Linked DNA regions of Sus scrofa: region 2 is linked to region 1. Evidence: chromatin contacts called from public Hi-C data. All regions are on one chromosome and are shown on one strand. Each heading gives the region's core, a stretch centred on a gene start, on an enhancer-like site or on the middle of the called end of the contact. The rest is flanking DNA. Distances are from core to core; before and after follow the strand shown. Region 1 holds the start of FBXO36 (F-box only protein 36). Region 2 holds the start of LOC100517129 (nuclear body protein SP140-like protein).

Region 1 (2,700 bases), core at 158-2,657:
GAAACCCACTCACGATGGAGAAGGATGGAGGAGAGAGGGTCCCTGAATGGACAGTCGTTATAATAGGTTTTATGTAATCCACATATAAATAAATTAATCGCCTGACTCGCTTTGAATGCTAATACGATTGGAGTGACAAGTGGCCCACCTCCCTCCCACGGGTCCGAACCCCCTCCCCCCAACTTCCACGCCGATCTACTTAGAAGGATGCTCTGCTCCTCTCGGCCAAGTTTCTCGGCCTCTTTCATGCCCCCTCTGCATGCCACTCCCGGCGTCATCGTCCCCCAGCCTCAACTTCTCACGGCTGAAACTGCCCAGGGCAGACCCCGTCTCCAGCCTCGCCCGCCCTCAACCGTCCCCCTTGGCAGGAAACCCCTTACTGCGGTCTAAAGTCACTCCGGCCTCTCCCTCCTCTGACCCTCGCTTCCCACAACTGTTGTCACTCGAGCTGCTCCCTAGTTTCCATTTCCGGGCCGTCCCTGGCCCTGGAGCCTCCCCTCTCCCGGTTTCCGGGCCCCCCATCCCATTTCCGGGGAACCCTTGCCGTCTTCACACCCCCCACCTGCACTTCCGGCCCCCCACTTTCTCTCTTCCTAGACGCCCTCCAAGCTCCAAAGCCCACTTCCGGCCCCCCCGACCCCCGCCGGGTTCCCCAAGACCCGCACGCCTTACCCGGGTTCCGTAAAGGGCCCTCCTCATTGCGGGGGTCCGGAGGGGGGGACCCAGCGACCCTCCGCTCCCGCCCGGCCCGGGTCCCTCCAGCCGCGGTCTCCCTCGAGCGCCTATCCCGCAACCCCCGGCCCGGTCCTTCCGCGGCCCCGCTGCCGCCGCCGCCGCCGCCGGGAACAGGCCGAGCGGGGGCCGAATTGCGGCGATGACACAAGCGGGCTTCCTGGGACTTTCTGTTCCAGATCCCACCCCCCCACCGCCGCCCCCCAACCCCTCAGCACAGCCCCCTCCCCCCAGGCCTGGCCCCGTTGCTCGGAACTGCGCCCCAATTACCTAGTTGGGCCCCAAAGTCTCCGGTCCGGACTCGGTGGCGCGGCTGTAACTTCCACTCGCTGCCCCCACCCCCCCCCAGCGGCGGCGGCGGCGGCGGCGGCGGCTCCTCGGGTCCCTTCAATTATCAGCTGAGCCGCAGCACCGCGCCCGGCGTGCGCCTCCGCCCGCGCCGCCTCCCTCCCCGCCCGTTCCAACACCCTCCGGGAACTACTTTATCCCTCGGCTCCAGCTGACGGGCTCCTCCGCGGGACAGGCCCCGGGGCCTACTCGCCGCTCATCACATCGCCCCTCCCTCCCCCACCGCCCGGCTCCACTTCCCCAGTGGCCTGCGATCTCCTCCCGATCCCTTCGAGGGACCAGGAAGGGGAATGTGAAGCTTCGCTTGGTATCCCTCCGCCGGGGTCACCCCTCCCCGCGGTGGTAGCAGGAACTAATTCCCCTTCGGGTCACCCGGGACCTAAAGGTGGAAATCTCACGACTTAGGGTTCCCTGTCACCCTTGGAATAGGGGTCAAGCACCCCAAGTTAGAAACACCTCGCCAGCTCAAAAGTAGGGTTCGATTTAAACCAGGGCTCTGGCCCCTTGACCTCAGCCAGGCCCCGCCCCTTCCTGGTTGTCTTAGCGACGGCGGTGGCGTCCCAAGATGGCGTCGTGGCTGCCGGAGACTCTGTTCGAAATTGTAGGACAAGGCCCGGCGCCAAGCAAAGACTATTACCAGTTGCTGATCACCCGGTCCCAGGCAAGTGCAAGCCGCGGTTTACCCTCTCTCCTAACTCTCTGCCCGCCCCAGAGGAGCCTGGAACGCGAGCCGCGCTAGGCCGAGAGCGACTGTGGCCAGCCGGAAGCGCCAGGTCCCAGCTCCGAGCCGGGAGATCACCCTCCTCACCGCGGCCTCCCCTGCAGGCCCGGCGGCCAGCGTGTCCCTTCCCAGCCCCAGCCCGCCTCGTACCCGGCGAGCCTTCTTCGCCTCCTCACAGCGCCGCCCGCTCCCTTCCTGCCACCTGGGGTTCCTACCTGCAGAGTTCCCTCCGCGCGAAACGGAAAGCAGGCGTCCCCGGCTTGCGTGCAGCCTCACCTCAGCGTGGGAAGAAGGGAAAGAAAGACTCATCCAAGTGTCCCAAGGAGGAGCCGGCAGGGGAGGGGAGAATGGGAAGATCTCTTTTCCAGGGTAGGATTTAATTCTGGGGAATCTCATTAAATCTTACTGTGGTGTTTACCTGTTACCAAGGCCGCATCAAAACTTGCTTATTTCTCGTAGGAATTAATCGAGCGCTTTACCCTTACCTTTTTTGGAGCCCCTTCTATCCCATTGAAAGTGTGCGGGGGGTGGTACAAAAATGTTTCAGCTGCTCTGCGCGTCAGCCCCACCCATAATGACATCTGCTCCACAACAATAAGACCGGGGATTATGTTATCGCTAAAGTAACCATCGACCTATTTTTATGACTACTTTAGGTATTTAAGGTGGGCTTTGTGGATGATTTATTGTGCCCATGAAATGATCACATTGAGCTGGGCCTCCACGGGGAACTCGTTTCTGATTCCTCCCTGAACTTACACCTGTCACCGAGATATTCGTGCACCTTGCACTCGAATAGATGGCATTCCTGTAAAATTAAATTTGGAACTTTGTAGATATGTTTTGGTGTATGTACTGAATATTTCACCAGTTTTTCCAAGAGCCCGTAAATAAAATAG
Region 2 (2,700 bases), core at 157-2,656, 360 kb after region 1:
TGGATCCTAATCAGATTCGCTTCTGCTGAGCCACGACGGGAACATCCAGAGAAACTGCTTTCTCCACAGAGGGCTGGGGGCTACTTCAGAAACCACCACTGCTCTCACAGAGTGTGGTGTGTGCCCTGCTTTCTCTGACTCGCTGGAAACTTTCCTCCCTATGGCCAGGAGCAGCCCTGTGTGGGAATATCTGCCCTGTGGGTTTCCCACCCAGCCGCTGCTAGCTGGCCTCTGATTCCTTGGAGCCCCAAGCAGACAACAGAAAAGCTGGCACACTGGAGTTCCCATTGTGGCTCAGCAGTAATGAACCCGACTAGTATCCATGAGGACGTGCGTTCAATCCCTGGCCTCGCTCCGTGGGTTAAGGATCTGGCATTGCCATGAGCTGCAGTGAGTGTGCAGACTCGGCTCGGATCCTGCGTTGCTGTGGCTGTGGTGTAGGTCAGCAGCTGGAGCTCCAATTCGACTCCTAGCCTGGGAACCTCCATATGCCACGGGTGCGGCCCTAAAAAGCAGAAAAAAAGAAGGAAAAGAAAAGCAGGCACATTTATGTCAACACCCAGTATGGTGGTGGCCTGATCCACCTGCTGTACAGGGACCGAGAGAAGAGAGAGAGTGGACACTAGAAAAGGCAGGTGTGCTCTGTGCCAGGCTTGTCTGGATCCTGTGCCCCATGGAGTCAGGAGCAGAGGGCAGCCGTGCCCACCAGAACCTCAGCTTGCTAATCCTTCTACCCCCTGAGGGGAGGGAGGGAGAGAGGGCTCCACAGAGACCTTGTGCACTGGGTAGGATGGCCTCATCCGTCTTCTGGAATCTGTACCAACCAGGCTGATGCTCGCTCTTTGCGGGGAAAGAACAGGAGTGGAGAGAGGATAGAAAGCCTGCCCCACATTTTCAAGTGTAACTGGCTCAGACCCCTCCTCAAAGCTGGAGGAAGTCAAATTCAGGGGAGCATCACATGGAAACCATCGCTGCTTCATCAGACATCTGGACACTGGGACCTACCTCAGTTGGGTCCAAGCTCTCCCATGGGCTGGAGAGAAGATCCGAAGTGTCCATTTTCCCCCTGCCCCGGCCATCTTGGCAAGGGAAGGGGCAAAGAGGGACTTTGCCCTTGACCCCCATGCTCTGAAACCCCCTGAGAAGGCAGGAGCCTGAGGACGGCTGGGATCACACAGACGTTGGTTGTTGCTGTCTTTGCACAAACAGGTGGACTCCCGGGGCCCGGGTCTGCCCCTCCCCGAGTCCTCCTCCGGGGTCCTCCGGGGCCCTCCAGTCCCTGAGTGTCACTCCTTGTCTTCCATCCCTGGGGGTCACATGTCATAACGGCTAGAAGGATTGTGTAGCTGCGGGAGGAGGGAGGGAGGACGTCCACAGCTCACTGAGCTACTTTCACTTCCCTTTTCCCCACTTGGGCGGAGCCCTAGAGAGACTTCCTGTTCAGGGTTCAGGCCTAGGGCTGCCTCCCTGGACACTGGAGTGGTTGCAGGCCAAGCTCAGGCCCAGGCCGGGCTGAGGTGGAAAGATGGCTAGTGGAGGCCGTGAGCTCAGGACAAGGTCAGTCTTTCCCCTGTCCTTCCACCTGTCCCTCTGGCCGTGCGGCTGCTTCAGGGCTGTTCTTTGGACTCTGCACTAAACCTTTGCTTTGCACAGGATATACACACGGGATCACTCTGCCGTATAATAAGAAACAGGAATGTGTAACGAGGAAATCAGATTTTAAACGGCAGCAGGGAGCCTGCTGGTTGAGTCTTGTTGCTACAAGGCACATGACATTGTTTTGCAATTTCAGCCAGGAGGCCTGTCCAAAGGTGCTGATCTTTATGAGGCCTTGTGGCAAGGGATTATTTCCTTGTAAACCTAGATCACTCTCTCGTTTCTCTTAGATCAGTCCTACCTTCACATAGCTGAGGAAGTAGAAATTTAAAGGAAACCCCTGATTTATTTTCAAACCTTTGAGTGGTGCTTTTTCCCACCTGTCCTGTGGACGGGGACTCAGACAGTCCCCGGCACTGTTCCCACCTCTGGCTGGGGAAGGGGGGGGGGCTGGATTCTTCTTCCAACAATCCCTGGCAAAGAAAGTGAAAGGAAGAGAAATGCCCCAAACTGCCAAGGGCTAGCCCAGGATGAGTATTTTAATTTTCACAGAAACTATTTCAGTTCTGGAGTAGGTTATACCTCCACAAGGTAAAGAGTAGAAATCCCATCTCTTTCTCTAGTAGTGGGTCGGAAGTAACATTATTTAATATTTTAAAGGTCTGGATTTTGTTAATACAACAGAAATACATTATGCATTCTTGTTCATAAAGTTCCTAAGTATATAGAGGAGAAAATTCTTGTTCACCCCTCACCCCCTTGAAACTTCCAGTCCTGATCCTTTTCAATTCTTGGGTGTTATCTTCCAGATCTTTTTTCTACACATTTACATATGTAACTTATTTTTATAATTACATAAATTTTAGTCCTTTTTTAAAAATGGAATTATGTTTTAAATGCCATTTTTTTCATTTTCATGTACTTTAATAGTGAAAATCATAGCACCTTAATAAACATAGGATCCCCTGGTTCTTTTTAACAGCTGTATACTATTCCACAGAATGGGTACACCATAGTTTTTAAACTCTCCTCCCTCCCCACTCTATTGATAGACATTTAGAGCTTTTTCAATTGTTTGCCTTTACCAACAAGCTGTGATACCAA

What was found. A called contact is a pair of places that touch in the nucleus more often than the background predicts.
Region 2: a contact with region 1 is called in a Hi-C map of liver, with 4 times the contacts expected there. The contact joins the promoter of LOC100517129 here to the promoter of FBXO36 in region 1. A contact is called at or near these places in 1 of 47 Hi-C or Micro-C datasets (liver) and 1 of 2 datasets of contacts at active chromatin or transcription factors (alveolar macrophages).

What each region holds. Positions count from the first base shown.
Region 1 is chr15:130,938,458-130,941,157 of Sscrofa11.1, forward strand. FBXO36 (F-box only protein 36) reads left to right here and starts at 1,408. Exons shown (of 4, transcript XM_021075100.1): 1 at 1,408-1,741. The coding sequence starts at 1,646. It overlaps TRIP12 (E3 ubiquitin-protein ligase TRIP12), which reads right to left and starts at 2,040. Exons shown (of 42, transcript XM_021075059.1): 1 at 2,017-2,040.
Region 2 is chr15:131,298,517-131,301,216 of Sscrofa11.1, forward strand. It overlaps LOC100517129 (nuclear body protein SP140-like protein), which reads left to right and starts at 1,407. Exons shown (of 20, transcript XM_021075666.1): 1 at 1,407-1,557. The coding sequence starts at 1,526.